2 separate regions of the Mus musculus genome follow, and region 1 is linked to region 2. A link is a contact called in public HiChIP or PLAC-seq data. All regions are on one chromosome and are shown on one strand. Each heading gives the region's core, a stretch centred on a gene start, on an enhancer-like site or on the middle of the called end of the contact. The rest is flanking DNA. Distances are from core to core; before and after follow the strand shown.

Evidence for each region. HiChIP or PLAC-seq counts read pairs in DNA pulled down with a chosen protein or histone mark.
Region 1: an H3K4me3 HiChIP or PLAC-seq map of bone marrow-derived macrophages shows a contact between it and region 2, with 3 times the contacts expected there. The contact joins the enhancer-like site here to the promoter of Ubxn2b in region 2. A contact is called at or near these places in 15 of 39 promoter capture datasets (the 3T3-L1 cell line, 3T3-L1-derived adipocytes, the HPC-7 cell line and 10 more), 2 of 115 datasets of contacts at active chromatin or transcription factors (bone marrow-derived macrophages and fetal liver) and 3 of 9 other capture datasets (adipose tissue, liver and pancreatic islet).

What each region holds. Positions count from the first base shown.
Region 1 is chr4:6,426,312-6,430,192 of GRCm38.p6, forward strand. Nsmaf (neutral sphingomyelinase (N-SMase) activation associated factor) reads right to left here. Exons shown (of 31, transcript NM_010945.2): 10 at 2,081-2,210; 11 at 91-162. Among named protein-coding and RNA genes, the nearest start is that of Nsmaf, 26 kb to the right of the region's middle. Within about 2 kb of position 1,275, at least 51 of the 459 cell types and tissues checked have an H3K27ac peak or open chromatin away from gene starts, as enhancers often do. A contact at or near this core is called in bone marrow-derived macrophages and trophoblast stem cells, where this site is marked.
Region 2 is chr4:6,189,072-6,192,959 of GRCm38.p6, forward strand. It overlaps Ubxn2b (UBX domain protein 2B), which reads left to right and starts at 2,034. Exons shown (of 8, transcript NM_026534.2): 1 at 2,034-2,142. The coding sequence starts at 2,059.

The DNA.
Region 1 (3,881 bases), core at 25-2,524, 240 kb after region 2:
ACATGTGTGCTTCCAGGCCTGTGCAGGGGCCTACAAGTCATTCAGCCGCTACACTGCAGACTTGACTCCCCCACAGGCAACCGAACTCACCAAAGGCATGAGGCCGTGCCTCCTTTTGTAAATGCGCCGGACATCCTGCAGTGTTATCTGGACCACAGGTTTCTTTAAAAAGCACAGAGACAGTGTCAAGTGTCACAACTGTAGCTCAGTTAGAAACTGTTTGGTTGTATCTTACAGTAGGGAGGAAGAGAAGCCCATCCTTGCCTTCCCACTGCGCTGCAGGTGAACACCTAGGTGAGATCTTGGACAAATCATACCTGGTTTCACATTTAGCTTGGACACGTTTCTAACCCTTGTCAGTAATCTCAGATGAAAATGGTACCTTCATCTTTCAGGTATCACAAGGGTTAGTGTATAGTGTGGAACATTCAGGAATGAGCATAAATAGCTATTCAAAAAGTCTGTTCTTTTAGAAAATTATTTGTCTGTCTGTCTGATTGTCGATGTACCTTAGAGTGTCTGCAGGCACCTAAGTATGTAGGGCTACATGCATCTTCACTCATATGTGAAGGCCAGGAGGATTCATCAGGTGCCCCTTGCTCTCTCTCTCTCTCTCTCTCTCTCTCTCTCTCTCTCTCTCTCGCTCTTGCTCTCTCTCCACCTATCTGTTGGGGCAGGGTCTCTCCCTGAACCTGTCTCCACCCAGCTCTGCGCTGAGGTTTCTGGGATGCATGGGATGCCATGTGCTGTGGGTGCCAGGGTTCTAGCTCTGGTCCTCATGGCTGGCAGCACATGCTCTTAACTACTGAACCATTGCTCCAGCCCTGAGTTTCTCTAGGGCTTGCTTTTCCCTATCATCTTTTTTATTTTAAAGAATTATGTTTTTCATCTCCTTAATATTACAGAGTATTAAAGCTCATAAATTAAAACATAATTAAAGCTGTTACTTTTTTAAAGGAAAAAAAATTGATTCTCTGGAACTTGAAATAATAATAATAAACAGTAATAAGAGAGAGTCAAAATTAGAAAATATTGTATGCTTAGGTAAAGGGCAGAGCTCCAACATTCCTGCTCCCAGGTGACAGGAAAGCCAGGCTATGCATCAGTGAGGAAGCCTGGCCAGGAGTTGGGAATAAACACATGTGCACTGTGTCCCCTGAGGCTGTGGTGCCATACATTTTCTGCAAGTTTCTGACCAAAAATAGTAACAGTAGCAGCCAGTATCAGAGAACACCAAGCCAGCCAGCCATGTGCCATGTCATTGGAAGCTTTGCCCAGTATGTGCCGCCATCTAGTGAACAAAAGTGTTATGACACCATGTCTGAGTGAGGTGTTTAGAGCCAATGAAGCCTAGACAATTTCCAGAGCATTCTCTTCTTCCACAGAAAATGCCCGCCCCCTGTGGTTAAGGTTCCCTGCAAACGGCACAGCTGTGTGGCCAGAGAGACGGGACTTGTCCTGCTAGCATGGCCCACACAGAAAAGGCCCATCTCTGGAAAAGCAAGCAGTGAGTCTCTACTAGTGTTAGTGTGGTGTAGAGATCTGAGTTTGTGTTCACTTCCTGGCATAGTTTTAGGTCTAGTGTTCTCAAAGAGAAGATGATTTCCTAGATGGTGGGAGGGGACGGTCCTACAGCTGCTGACTGTGGCATCATACATGATGCCACACTAGCTGTGAGAACCTTACACCAGCACTCACGGAAGCCAGAGACCCACTGTCTGCAGTGAAGGAGAAGCAAGCAGTCCCCCTCTCACCATCAGCTTCTCATTCACCACAGCCTTTTCTGGGTGTCTTACCCCGAGCTTCCCAGCAGGAGGAGAAGTCTCATCCATAGTCAGGAGGGGCGGACTTTCTTTACGCACTACTGGGTACAAGGTCCTTCAGAATGGCTGAAATACGGGGGAGTGTGCATCTACTCCAACTACACAGGGCACTAGGAAGCCACACTGCTACACAGGGTTGTCAAACGACTTTGACCTTCCCCAAGATGTGAGGGCATAGTAACTATAACATCAGGTTCCTGGAAAATTTAGCTGAAAGACAGAAGCAAGCACTGAACATGGCCCCGAGATCTACGTACCGGGTACCCATTGAGAGGCTGGAAATACAGGCTGGTGTCTGTAATGCACACATGCCCAGGGTTCGTCACTAGAGGTGTTACCATCTCTGCTTTGCACTCCATGTGCAGCTTTTCAGAAACACTTTGGAACCTGCAAAGATGTTTCCAGCAAAAGTAAGAAAAGTTAGGAACCAATCCACTGCCTCGGCTTAACCTCAGTGTGAGTGAGCTTGCTTACCTGCCGAAACACTACAGTCATCAAGTGGCTGCTTAAATAAGGTTGACATGCTTTCAAATGGCACAATGGAGGCCTGGCTTGTTTATTAATTGAAGAGCTTACATATCACAGAAACAAATGTCTCCTAACTGATCAGTCCTGAAGCTCTTTCTCCATCATGTGACTTCCTACTTTTATATTGTTAAGACCGACTTTTAGAGCCTACATAAAGAGCAGCGGTGCTACGTTTTATGCCAGCACTAGGAGGAAGCTGAGACAGGAGCTTGGGCCACAGAGAAAGACCCTACCCTTAGCACACTTCCTTTATCAGGGTTAGAACACATAATTACAATTGCTTTTAGGTCAGTTTCATTTCTCCATATAAAACCACTCAAAGATGCCTTTTCTACTCCTAAAATGCTTAACTAAAAAATAACTCCATTTCTGATTTGTGAATTTAAAAAGTAGTGTGGAAACAACTAAATTATCAATATTCTTGGATGATTACTTTGTTAAATAACTGGATTAACAGTAAATCTCAGGGTCTAGAAGTGCAGCTCGGTGCTAGAGCAGCGCTGATCATGCTGGAGCCTGGCTCAGTCCTGGCACCGAGATAACTAAGGAAAGAATCTTGTTTCCAGGGCGTGACACTGGCACAAACTTTCCTCTGAGTATGTGAAAACGCGAAGGGACCCCTGAAGTTCTTGCCCAATGATAGAAATCAACTGGCAAGTGGATCATCCTCATGAGTCCTTAGAACCAATCAGAAACCCAAGAATGCAAACTTATTTAAATGACCTTGACTGCAAGAGGGAAGAAACAGACCAACAGGTCAGAGGCAGGAGGAGGGTGGCTTCACAGTGGTGAGACAGTCTCTAGGCTTGGACAGCTCCAGTAATTCTACAATTGTCGCTGTCAGCTTTAGTGTGTCTCTCCAGCAAATGACAAATGAATCAAGCAAGCACCACAATGGTCTGCACCCTTGGAAGGACCCTCAGCCAACTAAAAGGGAACCAGTACTGCAGACAGGGACTCAAGAACTGTATAAGTTTCCTACCAGGAACCAGGAAATATTCACCAAGAGCGACCATGTATTGGACTATGAGACAAATTCAAAATTCAAAATTCACACCAGAGGAGTGAAATACAAAACATATTTACTGATCAATTATTAATAACCAGCAACAGAAAGATAGCTATAAAATCCTCAGCTGTGTGAAAACTAAGCAACATACTTTGAATCACCTATGGGCAAAGGAAGAACTGGCAGCATTAATTACAAAGTGGGTGACTGAGACGGGTCCTGAAGTCCTTCTAAGTCCTTCTAAGTGGGGACCTTCTAAGATGAAGTGCTACTATAACAAGGAAAAGTCTGATGCCTGCTCCTACAGCCTTGCTCCTCGCAGCTACAGGAAGCCTCCTTTGTGCTCTATAAGCTGGAGAAAGAAATCAGAAAAGCAGACATAAGCTTTAAATAAAATGGAGGAGCAGAGCAGTGGCATGAATGTGCCAAGGAGCATGGCAAGATCCAAAGGAGACTGGAAATGCATTAACAAACATACAACTCATAAGTCATAGGATATCTGTGTTCATTACATTATCCTT
Region 2 (3,888 bases), core at 784-3,283:
AATGGGATTCTGCCCCACCAGGGGAATCCATTCCATAATCAGCCACCAAACGCAGATACTATTGCATATGCCAGCAAGATTTTGATGAAAGGACCCTGATATAGCTGTCTCTGGTGACTATACCAGTGCCTAGCAAATACAGAAGTGGATGCTCATAGTCATCTATTGGATGGAACACAGGGGCCCCAATGCAGGAGCTAGAGAAAGTACCCAAGGAGCTGAAGGGGTCTGCAACCCTATAGGTGGAACAACAATATGAACTAACCAGTACCCCCAGAGCTTGTGTCTCTAGCTGCATCTTCTTCTAGTAGCAGAAGATGGCCTAGGAAGGCCCCTTGGTCTTGCAAACTTTATATGCCCCAGTACAGGGGGATGGCAGGGCCAAAAAGTGGGAGTGGGTGGGTAGGGGAGCAGGGTGGGGGGAGGGTATAAGGGACTTTCGGGATAGCATTTGAAATATAAATGAAGAAAATATCTAATAAAAAAATTGAAAAGAATTGTCACAGTCTCAGTCTTGCTGTGGTCTCTCCAGTTGGACTGATTTTCATTACTCAAGGCCACATCTGGTGACCTTGGCCCAGTAAATAAGCCTGGCTGCTTACACATCAGAATCTAACTTAGCCCAAAACTCTAGTCTAAGGCTCTTTCTGACCACCTCATAATCGCTTCTAAAAAAAAAAATCATTTCTAAACAACCAGGTAGTATTTTGCTGACATGTGTAAGATGTTTCCATTATCTGTCTTAGAACTTATCTGTGACTTTTTACTTGTGGTCTTTCCTGGCCCAACAACTGTGAAAAGTTCTTCTCCTTCAAGGCCCAACATTAAAAGGTCATTTCTTGTCAAAAACATGATGGGAATTTTTAAGGCAGAATGTGTATCAAGACAGCAATGCAAGGTTTGGTAACTTGTACTGCTAGTTTCTAGTTTAATTATCATTTGCCTCGCTCAAGTACATCATTACATACTCAGCAATATGAGTGGAGCACTGTTGAGTTAACTGAACTGGGGAGAGGGACCATTATCCTTTGCCTTCTGAGTCTCAAGCTGAAAATAAAACTGAACTAAATAAATTTTCAGGAGAAAAGGACACACATTTTATTTTTTTTAAAACAATCATGTGATTAGCGTCTTCGTGGGAAACCTGAAAGCCTGTGTGGCTGTATCTACATACCAGGGGCAACCAAGAAAAGTAGCTAAGATGTGGATTTAATTCTAAAAGGTCTGTTGCAGACCTCTCAGTTTCATCTTCTCTACCTCATAAGTTTTTGTTTTTGTTTATTTTTTTTAAGTGCTCGAAACTCAAAGAACAGCCAAGGCAGCAGGCTGTAGGCTCCCACCTAGCATGGTACACACAACAGGCACCAAGAGAGTATTCTCCATTCACATACAGTCCGCGAGTAATAAATACTCTTTGCAAAGTAAAGTGTACTCTGTTACCTGCTTATATCTTTCTTTCCCTTCCTAGCTTATAAATTTCATAAAGGCTTCTTTTTTTTTTCTTGGGAGGCAATTCTTGGAGGTGTAAGTGTCTGGGACTTAAGATGAGAGTTAAGTCAATCCCAGCAGAAAAGAAGATGGCTTAAGAGTCTCCATTCTCATTGCCAAAAGCTTTACCGTGTTTCCTATCCTCAATACGGATCCACTCAGAAGGACTAATTTACCATCCAATCCTGGATAAGGGAAAATGACAGATAAGGGGAAATGAAAGGTGGAGTTGTTCATCTGCTAAGATATTGCATTGTTGAGTTAAATGAACTTGGAAGACAACGCTGCGCTCTAAAGGCAACCTACAGCATCTCCCAGCGAGTCGAATGGTGACTATAGAGAGATCTCAAAAACTGAAAAACTGGCGAGCCCTGCGGACCGGAACCCTACAGCGAGTGCGCACCGGCTGGTGGGGGGAAAAGGAGCCCGGAGGAACACCACGAACCCGGCACGGCTCCGCCCCCTCTCCAAGGCAGTGGGAGTCACGGAGTGGCTCCGCCCCTTCCACAGTCGCTAAGCAACCAACCCCGGAAGTCGCGGTCCGGGGCAGGCGCCGCAAGCGGGTGAAAGATGGCGGAGGGTGGCCGTGCGGAGCCGGAGGAGCAGGAGCGTGGGTCCTCCAGGCCACGGCCCCCAAGTGCGCGGGACTTACAGGTGCGCAGGCATGGAGCGCGGCGGCGGCGGGCGAGAGGGCGTGGGCATGGCGGGCGCGGGCCAGAGCCACTTTGTACCTCACCTGAGCCTGTCTCCGGAGAACTGGAGGGTCTCTCCTGGAGGCGCATTGCGGAGGGGTGCGTGTGGAATCCTGTGCCCTAGCCTCAGGCGGCGGTACAGGGGTTCCCTTCACGCTGGATGCACAAAGCAAATGTCATTTTGCCGAGCCATCTGGGTGCCTCCCAGCTGATGCTGCCTGCATTTGGGGAGTTGCTGTGGCCAGTGATAAATCAGCCATCACTAAAAAAGTAACTTTAAAAATGACGCGTGCTGGTTTGTTCTCCTGGATGCTTTTTCACGTTTGATGATTTATACATTAAAAGCACTTTCTTCTCCAAAAGCCTGCGGTTTTGCAGGGGAGAGCTTAAAACAGTTCAGGCTTTGGTCACAGCTCGCTTGAAAGAGTTCACAAAACAGCTTAACAGAAATAAAACTCAGCAATGTTAGGATGCTGGCATTAGCTAAACACTTGTCCGATGCTAATACTGCTTGTCCATTTTAGCCTTTTTTTTCTATCTCCTCATGAAATCATTGATAAAACTCAAACGATTAAACATATATTAGGGGTTATAGTTCAGAATAAATGAGCCTGGATTCGCAAACCTTGACAGAGCATTTTTATAGCAGGTCTTCATTCTGTAACCAGACGTACTGACCGTTTGCCATTCTAACTTTGTGCTGAAGCTCTGGGAAATGTGGATACAAATAGGACATCAAATCCAGAAGTAGTAGTGGATACTGTTGTGTGCTATCAAATTTTGTGAAAGGTCTCAGATTTGAAACAGGCTTGTAAAGCAGCTTTACAGACCAAGCCAATGCAGAATTCTAATGGTATTAATTGAGCACTGGTTGGTTCCGGTGACCCCGGAGCCAGTTAGCTCGTTATCTTAGAGTAATTGTCACTGTGATGAAACACCATGACCAAAGCAGCTTGGGGAGGAAAGACTCATGCTTCCACTCACAGTTCCTTATCAGACAGGACGTCAGAGCAGGAACATGGAGGCAGGAGCCGATGCAGAGGCTATGAAGGGTGCTACGTACTGGTTTGCTCCCCAAGGTTTCTTCAGCCTGCTTTCTTATAGGACCCTGGGCTCACAGCCCCGGTTTGGCACCACCCATAGTGTGTGTGGCCCTCCACCATCCATCACTAATTAAGAAAATGCTCCAAAGACTTGCCTACAGCCTTATGAAGGCATTTTTTTTTCATCGAGCCCCCCTTTCCCTGATATCTCTGGCTTTGTCAAGTTGACATAAAACTAAACAGCACACTAGTGAGGCAGTGTATTTTCTGTGTCTGGCTTGCTAGTTTTCATAAAGTCACATCTTATTGTCACTTGGAGTTTTCCCAACATGCTCTGGGTCTAGAAGCTGCCTCATTCAGGAATTCTATTTTGTTTTATGAATAATCTAGGTTTAATTGTCCTGAACAGTCTCTATTTTAACCACATATAACCTTTTGGACACCTTCATAACTGTTTGGAGAACTAAGCATAGTTTGAAGCATCACTGAATGCCAAAAAAAAAACAAAAAACAAAAAACAAAAAAACAAAATAAAACAAAGCAAAAAACAAAACAAAACAAAACAAAACAAAACAAAGGCAGTTCAGAAGATGAACTTGGAGAATGCAGAGATCAGCATCAGGTAGGAGATAAAAACCAGTGAATTAATGACCAGCTGAACAGAA